Linked DNA regions of Cricetulus griseus: region 1 is linked to region 2. A link is a contact called in public Hi-C data. All regions are on one chromosome and are shown on one strand. The core of a region is the stretch at or near the end of the contact, and the rest is flanking DNA. Distances in the headings are between cores, read along the strand shown.

Region 1 (7,551 bases), core at 4,327-6,826, 110 kb before region 2:
CTGGACATTTAAAATTATAGTATCCATAAGATAGACATGGAGCCTCATACCAGTAACCCTAGCACCCAGGAGGCCAATGCAGGAGGATTGTCACGAGTTAGGGGCCAGCCTGGGCTACAGAGTGAGATCCTTTCTCAAAAACCCCAAACAGATAATCTAGTTTTCTATAAGTTTCTATTACAATGCTAAGAGATACCACAGAAACTCTAGAACAGACAGTCCTCTTTGTACCCACAATGCTCTCTGTGTGGAAGCCAACTGATTTCCCCTTGGTATGCAGAATCAGCCACCCAGTCAGAGTAGGAACCCCTTCTTTGTTGCTCCTATAGCCTGAGGAAACTGATGTGACTGAGTATTGGTCTTGACTTATGATTCAATGAAACTACAACTTTGAACCTGGCTAGAAACATCCATTTGTTGGGAATTAAGGCCTCTGGCAGCACAGAGCTCAAGTTACATATACTAGAAACAACAATGGCATGAGTGGGCTCTCAGTGTAATATGAAACGAAACTCTCCTACCACTGCTACCACTGTTCTGTAACCCTGTGCTTGATCCTTGGATCTGTGTATTTTGTGATAAATATTGCTATATATATTATGTTGACTCAATTTATGTTATAGGACCATTTACCTTTAAGTGTGAATATTTATTGAGCTTTTTCATACCTGGCCCTAGAACTCAGTCTTCAACAGGTCATTGCATCATGTTTCCAGGTCTGCTCTATCTATCTGGTCTGAGGTCAAGAATAAGACTGGCAAATTCTATTTGTGTGACTTCATTCCTTCATTTGCTTTGCTATAAATGAGTTCCTTGCAAGGAAGTAATATTATGAAGACTATCATAAGGTTCAAACTATGTTCATTGGTGGTAGCACTGACAGCAACATTTTGAGAATAGAAAGGGCATCAGTATCTATGCTGTAGGCCTGCTTTATTGAAGATGAATAACTGTCCCTCTATGACAGTAAGGTGGCAAGTCCAGTATAACCAACTAGCACCAGGCAACTAGTTTCTTTCAGAAATAAGAACTCAATGATTTCTGATGTCAGATGCTGGCCTTATGACAGAGAAGCCCATGGACTCCAGTTCTGACTCCATGGCTCTGTTTTTTTATTTATTTCGTATTAGTAGAGTCTAGATTTTTAGAGTTAACTTTGTCAGACTGTCCTTAAATTTCTGGTCCTTTTGTCTCAGCATCCTGAGTATCCAGGACCACAGGCACCTACTACCACTTCCAGCTACTATGGTCTCTTGGAGCAGGCACATTTGAATAGGTGGAGAAGAAGCCAATGTCAGCTCTTCTGAACAGTGAGTGTGGGACACAGACACTTACAAAGAAAGGAAGGATGTATCTATCTCTGTATCTATTTATCCTCCAGTTCTCCTTTTCACCCATCTTTTCAGCTTTGCTGTTTTTGTAGGCTGCTGACTACAAATAGCCCACAGTCATTGATGAGTGAATACAAATCTGTGTCTCTGCCCACCCCTCAAGCCAGACACAGACACTCAGCTTCCTGCCAGAAATTACTTTTACTGAAAAATTTCATTCAGAGATCTCATCAGGAGCACTCCTCACTGGTATGGTGAGGGTGGAATTGCTAGCTTGTACTCACTCACACACTGAGAACTTACTATAATTTAAGACCTTTTTATTGGTTTTAAATTCTTCAAGGAGACAAAAATGCCAGGAGTAATTATCAAGTGAAGCTAAGTTACCTGCAAGGGCAATTTGTGCTTTTTGAGCCTGCCAGTCCATGCTGGGGGTGGGGCATGCTCTGGTTTGTACTTAGTCTCATGGTTGGGTGGGTCAGACACACCCAGTTCATAAAGAGCAGCTGAGGCTGCAAACTTGATACTTCATGGCTAGTCAGTGAAATTCAGCTAGCAAGCAAGCCCCCCTTTTCTCAAATGGATGAGTTATCTGCAGAAGAAGGGGTGGCTTGCTTTGGAACTAATGTTTCCTTGATAGCTCTTTTAGTCAAGTCCACCAGGGTCTCCATATAGCATACCTATTTGCTATAGACCTTTCCAATATTTGCTTCCTCTGAGTTATAAGATCCTTCTGCAGAGCCATTTTCTTTCTTTCATTCCTAATTGAAAAAAAAAAAAAACAAGCCTGTTTTATGGGTTACTTGGTAAATAGGTCAAAACACACATCTGATGTGGTATGTATTGCTTTCAAAATCCAAAGGGATTCAGCAAGTATAATGTCTCTTTTGTTAGCGGTGTGCTTTCATCCATTTTTTATTTTGGTTGCTAATAACACAGCACCACAGACTCGCCATGTTACAGAGAAAAGAGGTTTATCTTGGCGCAGGGTTCTGGAGGAGCTACAGCTAGTGACAACCTTCTTGCTGGCAGATCCCTAAGGGTGTGAAGGGTATTACACAGCAAGAAACAGGGAGTGTGCTGTGTCTAAGTATCTGTCTGGTCCCCTCCCACTTTTTATACAGCCACCAATAATTCAACCATGAGGCCCCAACCTGAGGGCCTTCTCTTGCTCCAGTCACCTACAAAGTCCTTACCTTGAGATACCACATGGTAGCAAGTTTCCACCTTCTCAGTGGGGATCAAAATTTAACATGTGTATTCCCAGGGAACACTCAAATTGACACAGAGCAGTGGTATAAAGGGTAGCCATTTGTCTTTTATTTCTCAGAAGACACCCTGTCAGTGGCCAGACCCCTAGACCACCAGAAGATTCAATAAAGTGGTGAATTCCTTGGGTTGTGTAGTCCACATTCTGGCACACATGGGTCTTACCAAGGCATCTCAAGTACTTTCTGTTCTCAGATCCAACCATCTGAGGTGTCTTTAACACAGTGACCAAGGCGAGCTTATATTGCATAAGCAAGTTGTTTGGGTTGAAGGCTAGTGCTTCTACCCAGAGAGTCACTTCCATGGCTGTTCTCGTGTTTTGTTTTGAGAGGGGGCCAGGCTGGCTTTAAACTTGATGTAGCTGAGAATGACCTTGAACTCCTGACCTAGTCTGCAGTTCTGAGATCAAGGCACTCTGGTCTTGAGGTTTGAGAGGCTGATACCACACATTCAGATTACTCTGCGTCGGTAAGTGCTCTGAGACACAATGTATCCACAATGTTACTGCTTTGTCTTCTAGTAGGCTTGCGCTGTATGCATCATTTATCTGTTGAAATATGCAGCCACTATATCTCCCCATTTGTTTTTCATTTATTATCTAATTAGGGCAACATATTGAATTTTAAAATAAATTTGTGTAAGTAGATATATTATGTTTGAATTTCAATTCAGGGTAGTGAAGGCAATGTTAAAGGTACTACTTACAATTTCTATGAAAGAGACTTCTAGGGTTCCAGTGACAGCCTTCTGTGGCAGCACTCACTTGGGATGCAGAAATAGGAGGACTGAGAGTTCAAGGCCAGATTGACAGTAATATAGTGAGACACTGTCTCAGAGAGGAAGGGGGTAGGTGGGTGGGTGGGGGACTGACTCTGACTCAAGAACTCATGCATATGCATATTTTAAGTGAATCTGTCAAACTATATAATCTGTTATCTCTCTTTTAGAAATATGATTATATTTAGCTTGGGAATTCCCTGTTTTATTTACTTACAAATCTATGCAAGATATTAGTGAACAGTCTGCTGAACAGCAGCATGGGGGGTGCCTCATACACACACACTGTGTGAAACAGGAGTGTGGAGGTGCCTCATACACCCCCCCCCCCACGGTCTATGGAACAGTAGCATGGAAGTGCCTCAAACACACCACAGACAACCTGAGTTGTGTTTGAAAAGAGTCTGGGGACAATGACTTTGTGGGGAAAGTGTGTCTGATTATCACTTATGGCCAAGGAGGGGGACCCAGGAGGGTGCTTCCTCAGGTCCCCTTCTCTGCAATGAGTTGAACCCAATCTCTAGGGTGGGTTAGAGTAGCTTTGGGATTTAGCTGTTCACCAGCTAGCATGGGTTGGTGATATGCAAGGATGTAAACAACTGCGGTCACTCCCCTCTACCATGAAATCTTCGGTGAGGCACTGACACGGGGAGAAAAATCTATAATTGGTTTGTGAGGGAACTACAGAGCACTCTCTAGCTGTGACTTGTTCAACAGGCCTGAAGGCTTGCTCCATGGCCTGCTAGGGGCACTTATGGCTTCCTGGGAGTGCCCCCACCTCTCACTTCCCTGATTAACTTTTCTTTCTAGATCTCAGCTTTCCCCCTCTCTCACAGAAGCCTGCCCTCATCCACCAATCTGGTCTGGCCTTTTCCTTCACAAGTACCCCTCCTCATGACCCCTTATCTCAGTCTGAAATCATATCAATCAGCAATGACTATCTGGTTTATCTGAGCATTTTACTTGCGGTTTCTATTGTTGTAATAAAAAAAAATGACCAAAAACAACTTGTGGAAGAAAGGGTTTATTTCCACTTACACTTCCACATCACTGAAGAAAGCCAGGGCAGGAACCTGGAAGCAGGACCTTGGAGGCAGGAACTGAAGCACAGGCTATTTACAGACTTGCTTCTCATGGCTTGCCCTGCTTGCTTTCTTACACACCCAGGACCAATCATCCAGGGGTGCCATCCCTCACAGTGAGCTGAGTCTTCCCAAGTTAATCATTAGTCAAGAAAACACTGCATCGGCTTGCCCCCGAGTCAATCTGGTGAGGGCATTTTCTTAACCGAGGTTCTCTCTTCTCAAATGACTACAGTCTGTGTCAAGCTGAGGTAAAAACTAGCCAGCCCAGTATCTTATCTGCTTACACCCCGTTTTATTCCATGCCTATCCTCTGCCTGAATTAATAAGTTATCTTCCCAGATTTCAGAAGCACTACGGATTGCTACCACTGTATTAGAAACCCATGCTGCTGGGCAGCTGTCTTCTGTCTGTGGGCGGGGCGGGAGGGGAGGGGGGAGCATGGCAACTTACACACTAATTCAGCAGGATTGTGCAGCAATTTAGAACTGTTCTCTTTTTTAATTTTTTTTCTTTTTCTTCTTCTCATTGCTACCCCAGCCCCAAGTCCAGGCTACCAATTTAGGGTAGTGTGTGGTTTAGCTAGGAGGTGGCTGCAGAAGTTGAAATGAAGGGCCCGAGCCCCTGTTCCTCCCGCCCCTACGTGTTAGGGAAATACTGGAATCCTGAGCCCAGGGCCTCCGCTATGTTAAACAAAGAGACTGTCCACACTGCGGCCAGGTGGCAGAAATTTGGAGCGCTGGAGCAATCTGATTAGGGAAGAGGTTTAGGGAAAAGGGGGTGTGACGCAGTCTCCAGGGTGAAAGTTGGTGGCTTGTGAGTGGCAAGATTTCTGGGCCCCTGGGGTGTGTCTGCGAGGGCTTGCCATCAGTCGCGTGCGCGAGGGTGGGATTGCTGGGGAGGGTCGCCGTCAGCCCCCCACCCCCCATCCTCGGGCTTCTGACAGTGCGGGGTGCAGGTGCGGGAGGGCGCCGGGGCCGCGGGCTGCGAGGAGCCGCTGCGGGCGGCAGGAGGCAGCGTCGGCCCGGGCGGCGCGAGGGAGGCAGCGCGCGGTGATGTCAGTGGCGGCCCAGCTGGCAGCGGCCGGCACTTCCTGTATAAAGGCGGGCGGGCCGGGCTGCGACTCCCGCGAGCCGGGGTTGGGCTCTGGGCTGCTGGCGGCAGCGGCGGCGGCGGCGGCGGAGCAGTGGGAGGGCTGTCACATTCGGGAGCCCGGCTCCTGGCGGGTCCCCGCGCTGTCCCTTCCGTTTCCCCGGCTCCTGGCGTGACATCTGCGGAGCTGAGACCTGTATGTGTGCGCGCGCGCGGGAGCGGAAGAATGGCAGTGCTCAAACTCTGCGACCAGGTAGGGACGCCGGGCGCCGGGCGCGGGGCGCGGAGAAGGGGGCGCGGCGGGCGCGGCGTGGAGCGGAGCGGAGCGCGCCCGGAGCTGTTTACGCGCAGGCTGGAGCGTGCACGGCCGGCCGCGGGGCTCAGCTCCCGCGCAGTCTCCGCCCTGGGCCGTCGCAAGTGCGCGTTCGCGGCTGGAGAGGGTCGGCAGGGTGCGGGAGTGGCCGCCGTGCGCGGGGGACGCGGGCCGCCGCCGCAGCGACCGGGGGAGGGGGAGCCTCGGGCCGTGCTGCGCACTCGGGAGTAGTCAGGCTGGGGTTGTCCCGGGGAAGGCTGCCCTCGGGGTCAGGAGGAGGAGGAGGAAGGTGGACGCCGGGAGAGAGGCTCGCAGCTCTGGACCTCTCCCCCTCGCCAGGCAAGAGACTGGCCCGGATCCCCGCTCCGGTGCGGCCGGTTGTCTTCATCCGTTGGATAGGACATCTCGACTTCCTCTTTAGTTGCCCAGAGGCTGGGTGTAGGGTGCGGGATGGGGGTGCTGAGAGATGCGCGCTGGGCTCCGATCTCCCAGTCGGAGGTGAAGTCAGGTCCCAGGGTGAGCTTGCAGATGCTGGTGCGCATCAGCTTTGTTGCTTTTCTGGCTGAGACGTCACACCAGGCAACCCTGGAGTTCTGCTTGAAGCAATGGGGTTATTTGGTGAATCCTATTGACAGTCCTTGCTACACAAGTGGACATTGACACTCATGGAAGCCCAAGCAAGTTGCGAGATTGAGAGACAAAACAACAAAACAAAAAACCCAAACCTCTTTGCAGCTCTTTAAATGAAAAACAAAAACAAAACACAAAACAAAACAAAAAAACATGTTTTTCCAGGCCCGGGTTTATTCATCCACAGTGAAATATTGTTTTGGGGGCCTGACAAACGGAGAGGCAGTCTTGACTTTGACACACGGTGCTAGACAGGCCATTAAACACCTCAAACTATTACTGCTACGACTACTACCACTTTCTCCTCCTCCTCCTTTTTTGATTTTTTGAGACAGGGTTTCTCTGTGTGGCTTTGTAGACTATGCACCATGCTGGCCTTGAACTCACAGAGATCCGCCTGTCTCTGCCTTCTGAGTGCTGGGATTAAAGGTTTATGCCACCTCTGCCCGGCTTCACCTCAAACTTGTTAAGAGGTGTCCTACTAGTTAGTATCCAGTCAGAATGTCCTGCAACTTAAATACAACCATTGCAGCTGTGATACACAGTGATTTCTTTTGCTCTTTAGATTGAATTTACTCAACTTGTTTTCCTTACATATTTACTGTGTCCTTTCTTTCCCTTCCCCCACTCCATTCTAGTCACTGAGTTAAAAAGTCTGTTAAATTTAGCAGGGAGAGCAGCTGTTAATTGTGATGAACCTGCCCCTCCTCATTGGCTCCTGAACATTTAAAGTGCTTGTAAGTTGATACTAGGATTTTCTCTAGCCTTTGTTCACAATTTTCTCCAACTGTTAGATAGTCACTTCTTTTAAGTCTTACAATTGTATCGAGAGTCCAGGTCCTGTCACCATTGATGGTACACATTCCTACACTTTGTTAATTCCTAACCATTGTGGTTCTAGTAGGCATTGTTATGTTATATAGGAAAGAATTCCATGCAGAATTTTACTTATAAAGATGCAAATCATCTTTCCTGAATTCCTTATCTTCTGAGTAGAAAAGGCTGACCTGGAGAAGCAAGCAAGTCTTTCTCAAGACCCTCAGCTGTTGGCTGGAGG
Region 2 (6,694 bases), core at 665-3,164:
ATTCTTGAATAAACCTAGAGGGAGCAAATCTTCTTCCTGCTGTTTGCATGTGGATGCAAACCTACATATTAATAATAGTCCTAATTCTTAGTCTCTTGTTTTTCGTAGCCACCACTGGTCCAAGCCATCTTCGGCGGTGATCCAGAGGAGATCCGCACTCTCATCCACAAGACTGAAGATGTTAATGCACTGGTAAGAGATGCTTTGTTTGAGCAGGTCCTCTTTTGGGGCAAGCAAGGGCCCGTTGACATTTCCTGTGCTTCGGGCCCCTGAAGAAAATAGTTAGAACCCGAGGCTGCTTTTTAGACTATTGTTTTAAAAACCCATGCAATGAAACTCTAGCGTTATACTAAATCAATTACATTGAAATATAGTTGTAAAAATTTAAAGGATCAAGGTCTGAAGATGTAGTCACTTGCCTAGGACACACCAGTGCTGGATCCCCAGCACTGTGTAAAAAGAAAAAAAAATAGGATGCAGTAATATGTATGCTTAAAATGACTTTATTCTAATCAACTCATAAGTAAAAACATCATACAGTAGTTTAAGGAACCATGTAAGCGCTTCCCTAGCTGCAAACTCTATTAATCTCTGTGAACTTTTATACAGTTAGAATGACTATTCTGAAGCTGTGGGTATTACACATTCCCTGTCAATCACTTTTCTGCCACAGAAAAAGTGAAAACGATGACTGAGTTGAGGCAAGAAGGAAAAAACCCACTTTATATCCCATCTATATCCTTCTTAAGATACAATGACAGATCTGACAGTGAGCATAATAGGGCAGCATTGAATTCTGAGTGACCTGCCACCTCTCTCATGTGTTAGGAGCACGGCTGTGATTTCTCCTGGTGACAGTGTCAGCCTGACAGCTGCTACTCCTGTGGTTTTCTGCATAGATCTACAAGGAAAGGATCCTGGCCCCTATTAAGAAGGCAGTGAGTGGGAGGATATAGCATTGCTCTTTTCTGATGTGGTGTACCTTGACTCTTTAGTGAAGTTTGGCAAGCTGTGCCTGTGGGACAGCAGATATGAAAGCTTTTGATTGTTTTGAATGATTGAAAAGAGACAAGGAGAGTAACAATTTTTGACATGAGCGGCTGGTAGGAGGTGGAAACTTGAGTGTCCACAGACATCATGGCCATCCATCATGCACACACTGTCTGTCCTGCTTTCACACTGCACTTACTGAGCCAAGGCATTGGGCAGAGGGCAGAGCCAGCCCCACTCACGCTCTGCCCTTTATAGGAGAAGTCTGCTGGTTCTTGTTCTGAGGAGTCTGTGACCCTGGGGTGAACCATTGAACTCAGTTGTGCTTATACCCTCTCTGAAGTTGTCTAAACCATGGGTGTTCTTAAACATCTTACATATTTTTCTGAGAAAAGGGTCAAGATATTTCACTGAATTCCAAAAAAGGCCTGTGGCACATCCATCAAAAGATTAACACTGATACCATATCTGCAAAGTTTCCATAAAATAAGTCACCTGCACTAAACAAAGGGAAAAGGCATTAGTCAAGAATTGGCCCTTTTGGTAGTTTCCTAGAGTTAGGCCTAACAAGCAATTAGGTGGAGGACATGCTGCTAACTCGTTTAACATAATCTGATTATCAGAATGCTCATGTCCTAGGGGACAGTTCTCTTGAAAGTTCAGTGTTCAGCAGAAAAGACTGGGAGAGTCAAGTACGTCTTCAGTGTAAGCAGAACTTTGCCCCAGGTGATAATCCATCTCCGAGGTGGTATCTCTATCAGGTCTTCTGGCGGCTCCTTTCCAAGAGAGGTCCCTTGGAGCAGCCTTTGTTCTGAGACAGTGCAGACTGGAAAGCCTTTTGGCAGCTTCTCCCCAGCTGGCAGTGAAAACAACAGGGCAATGTTTTGAGTTGCGTTTTTTGCAAGGTAAGCCCGGATAAAGTCAGGGACAGAGGACTTGCAGAGGAAGCTGGGCACCTGTCCAGAGCCCGTGGGGTGTGACCAGGAGGCTATGAAGCAAGTTCCCTGTCAAGAGCTTTGACATCACAGGAATTTGCCCAGACTATTTGGTGGCTGTGGGCCAAGCCCCTGCAAGCCTAAGGCAAGGTTACTATCTTTTCCTAATGGTCACAAGCAAACAGAACTTTTATTTAGCTACACCTCAGGAAATTGGACTGACCTCTGAATGGCCTTTGTTTCTTTTTGGAAATGTAACAAGCATTGCTGATTGGTACAAATTGCTTGAATTGTGCCCAGCTATGTCACTGAGTTAGCTAGGTTTGGCTCTCATAACACATAGATGTCCGATGAATGTTTGAAATAGGGAGCTTAGTTCTCTCAGCAACAGATGGGGAGAGTCCCCATTTTACATGAGTCCCAGGTATGGATGTGTGGTTTCTAAGGTCACTGTTAGGTCATCTATAGTCCTGTTGAAGAAAGGAACAAGGAGCCTAGATGGAAAGCATGGAAAGGTTTTCACAGGTCAGGTGAGTCTGCTGACAAACACATTTAGATGAAAAGAAAGGAAGTGTATGGCGAGTCCCACCTGTTACTTGAGGTAACACTGGTGGCCTTCCCTCTTTACCCTTTGCTTTCCTCTCTGACCACACTTATTCATTATGCTGGGGATCGAACCCAGGACATGTGCTTCACCCTTGGCCTTGTGCCTTAACTATTCTTTCCTGATGTTTTCACCTTGCTTTTGCTTTCCCACCCGGCATTGTCTTTGGAACCATGAGTTCTTAGCTGTATGTGAACCACTCTTTGATTAGTTAATCCTGATAGAGAAAGCAGTGCCATTCAGACTGGCCTCTCTGTGCTTCTCCAAACTCGATTTCTTATCCCTGGATTCATGAACTCTAAACTTCATCTATATTGAATTACTTAATTGTATGATTTTCTCTTTTTTTGACTTCTGTATGTTCCATCCCTACTAACGTTTCTACTAAGTTATCCTAATTACTTCATCCTTTCTGATGTCTTCATTACCCTCTCCCTGGCCCAGAAGAGGCCTACCCCTCTCAACTCCCACTGCCTTTCCTGCCTTTCTGATCACTTTAGACTCCTCCTTGATTTAGTTGTGCCTGTGTCTTAGGTCCAAGAACCTATGTGCTTGACAACCTGGCTGTACTTCCATTTGTTCTCATTTGTTCAGTTACATTTGCAGTTCTTGCAACACTTTGAGAGAATCCATTAGCCCTAATTGCTTGGTATTGAGTTACCTTGTGATGGCCCATGTTTTATTTTTCCGAAGCAGACAGATCATTGATCTGGAAAAAGCGGCTGTCTGACAGGGCTCAGCTGGGAGGTGGGTGTTCTGTTTGGAAGACTGAGAGAATGTAGACTGATTTGAGGAACCTGTGACATGTCAAGACAACCACTCTGGATCCTTCTGTTGCCTCTATCATGGGTGGTGTATCAGAGCCTAGAAATGTGGGATAACTGTTATGTAGTCTAAGATGTCCATGTAAACTGATCCAGAAGTGGCTGATCCCTAGGAACATTTTGGAAACTTCCACTGGAATAACCACACTGAGCTTATGGTAGAGAATAGCATCTCAATTTACAGCTTCAAAATTCCAGACTTGAGAAACCATGAAATCAGACTTGTAACTCGATAAGGACATACTTTAGGGTCATGTTACAGTACCCTGATGCCATGAGGATGGTCTTACTGTGCCTCACAGCAGCCAGGACAGAGACAAATTGGGGCCTGTCCGTGGTGAGTGGTGACAGTGGGGAAGGAGGTGAAGAAAGCAGTGATGCTCTAGACTGAGGACAGGAGCCTGCTGCACACAGCTCAAGTGAGCATGTCGCATTAAACCAGAACAGACTTGTCGTTACGGCAGGTGGTTGTAAGCTATAGAAATGAAAATTTCAGCCCCAAAGATAAGAAATACTAGATGGGGCTGTCTAAAGAAGTAGTGAGCTGTCTTCACAGATGAGGTCCCTGAAAGGCCATTAGACAGAGCTCCCAAAGCTGATGACTGGTGGTAGGACAGATAGCCCCATCCCCTGTGCTGTGCCCTTGGCTAACAGTAGTAATTCATGGCACTGTTCTCTCCACCCCCATTTTAGTGTTAGAGATACTGACAGTTACATTGTACACACATGTCCATTATGACTTCTTCCCTGCCTGAAGTAGATTTACAGAGCTTCGTCTTCCAATTATGAAAGACTGTTTTTCCAAGATTTGTGGCTCCTAAGTGATACCAAGTGTGAGTTGTTTATTTCTCATTAAAAAGAGCTGCGAACAGGAAAACATGCATGCACACAGAGTTACATAGGCATGTGTAATGCTCATTATTATGTCAAATAAAATTAGCAAAGATTCTTCAATATTATGTAATACTCAATACATGCTAATTAGTAGTCTCAAACATTTGAGTTGTTCCCAATTTGTTTATTTTGATTTATCTATTTTATACAAAAACTTTTTTTTATCCATGTCATATTTATTATTTGCAATAAAGTTTGACCCAAGTATACTGTTGCACTTTGCTTTACCTTCTCTGTTTTGTGGTAGGAGGGGCTCATATGTGATTGTAACTGGTATATATCTTAAGTTAAAAGCAAAGAACTTATGGTAAGCAAAGGGAAAGAAACCGTTAGTGCTACAGTTTTTGGCTCCAGGAAATAATTTAGATGATGGATTAGTGTTAATCTCAGATGCAAATGAGAGAGAAAGAAAATGCCATTTTACAAGCAGGGATTTTATAAAGAATAGGACAAATGAGAAGTTGTGAGCTTGTAATTTATCTGGGCATCTATTGGAGTAGATTTCTTGAAACATCTACACAGGAGCAATTTGATGACTCAGCAGTACAGAACACTGGCTGCCTCTCCAGAGGACCCAGGTTCTAATCCCAGTACCCACATGACAGCTCACAACTATCTGTAACTCCATTTCCAGGGCATCTGATTTTCTCTTCTGAATTCTGTGGCACCAGGTACATGCATGGTGCATAGACACACATGCAGACAAAACACTTAAACAATAAAATAAAAAAGTAAATTTTGAAAAATAAATCTACTTTATGAGGGCTAACACATGTCTCTCACCAAGGAATTTGGAATATGATCACTTTGCCACATTTTAAAAAAAGTTTTCTTGGCCTGATTCTCCCATGTTAGCTTCCCACAAATATTGGAATATTGGCTCAATAGACTCCATAGCCTAGTTTCCCATGTTTCTGGACTTATGTCTATTTTTCTCATTTATAGCTATATTCTACTTTCTTTTCTTTTTTTAGTAAAAGATTTGATAAAGGACTGAAGCTCTGAGATGGGTGTCAGTAGAGTCTTGGGCAACCTACAAATTAGATAAAATGAGGAACTTCAGAAATAAGGAAGCTGCAGGCAGTGTTGGGAATTCAGCTGTGTCCATGATAGAGGGCATCGTCAGTGAGGTGATGAGTCACTCAACCCACTACACTGCTGTGTAGTGATGAGGGTGCGGTACAGCTGGACTTTTGAAAGATTTAAAGAGAAAACACAAGAAATTCCTAATGTGTTAAATGTTGGTCTCAACATTGGTCATGCCAAAGAAGACACCTGTGTGGACCAAATCTAGCCTGTGTGCTTTTTGTTAACTGTGGATGAGAGCAGCTGATAACCAGTGTTAGGGCTTCTCTGGTCATTATGAATGCATTGTCACTGCCGTGGCCTTTATGCTGAGCACTGGTAATCTAGGGACAGCAATGTCTGTGCTCTTCAAGTGTGCATAGCATTTACAACAGGACCATGGATCCCTAAAACAAGTTTTTGTATTGACTCTTTTATGCTTATAAATTGCAAAACAGATAAGCCTATATCAACACACACACAAACCAACAAACCAGGATATCCAATTGTTCATTTTTATCATAAAGACTTGACTTTTCAGTTGACCATTTGTGCATGTCTGTGTGGGTAAGTACAAATGGTATTTCAGTGCATAGCTTTCAGTGCTTAGCGTTTGAGACCCACAGTGATTTGCAGAGTACTGTTCTTTTTTGTCACGCAAGGACTTTTCTCATGTGCATGCCTGTTGCCTATGGAGGTCATAAGAGGGCACTGAATTTCCTGGAACTGTAGTTATGGTTATGGTTATGAGCCACCATGTAGGGTCTGGGAACTGAACCTGGGTCCTCTGCAAGAGCAGTATGCTGCTGTTATTCTCAGAGCCATCTCTTCAGCCTCAGATTAATTTCTTTTTTTTTTTATTAATACAGTATTTCTTTGTCTTCTCTGTGTCAAACCTGAGCCAAGCACTTTCCCCAGACTTCCTGGGGAGGTACAGGAAAAGGAACACACAGGGTAGACGGGACACGAAAGAACTATGGGAGGTGGAAGTGGAGATAGCTGGTTCACATGGTGAAGAAAGAAGAGGATCATCAGGAGTAGAAGGGAATAAGAGAGTATGATTGATGGGGCTATGTGATCATCACAATATATTGTATACATGCATTAAATTGTCACAAAAAATTTGAACATGTGCAAATTTGGTTAGCCAGGCATCTGTAAATTAAAAAAAACATATGAACATAAAATGTACATTTTTTGGAATCTTGAAATTTGCAGGAAAATGGATGGAACTACAAGAAACCACTCTGAGAAGGTAACCCAATCACAAAAAGACAAACATGGTATGTATTCACTCATATGTGGATTTTAGACATAGAGTAAAGGATTACCAGTCTACAATCCACACTGCCAGAGAAGCTAGTAAACAAGGAGGACCCTAA

Evidence for each region. Hi-C and Micro-C count contacts between places; a contact is called where the count stands out from the background.
Region 1: a Hi-C map of fibroblasts shows a contact between it and region 2, with 3 times the contacts expected there. The contact joins the promoter of LOC100774011 here to the enhancer-like site in region 2. A contact is called at or near these places in 5 of 8 Hi-C or Micro-C datasets (the CHK-Q cell line, the CHO-K1 cell line, fibroblasts and 1 more).

The regions. Positions count from the first base shown.
Region 1 is chr2:409,356,727-409,364,277 of CriGri-PICRH-1.0, reverse strand. It overlaps LOC100774011 (serine/threonine-protein phosphatase 6 regulatory ankyrin repeat subunit B), which reads left to right and starts at 5,576. Exons shown (of 28, transcript XM_035440952.1): 1 at 5,576-5,804. The coding sequence starts at 5,778.
Region 2 is chr2:409,246,136-409,252,829 of CriGri-PICRH-1.0, reverse strand. LOC100774011 (serine/threonine-protein phosphatase 6 regulatory ankyrin repeat subunit B) reads left to right here. Exons shown (of 28, transcript XM_035440952.1): 2 at 109-192. Among named protein-coding and RNA genes, the nearest start is that of Sf3b1, 230 kb to the left of the region's middle. Within about 2 kb of position 1,914, at least 2 of the 6 cell types and tissues checked have open chromatin away from gene starts, as enhancers often do.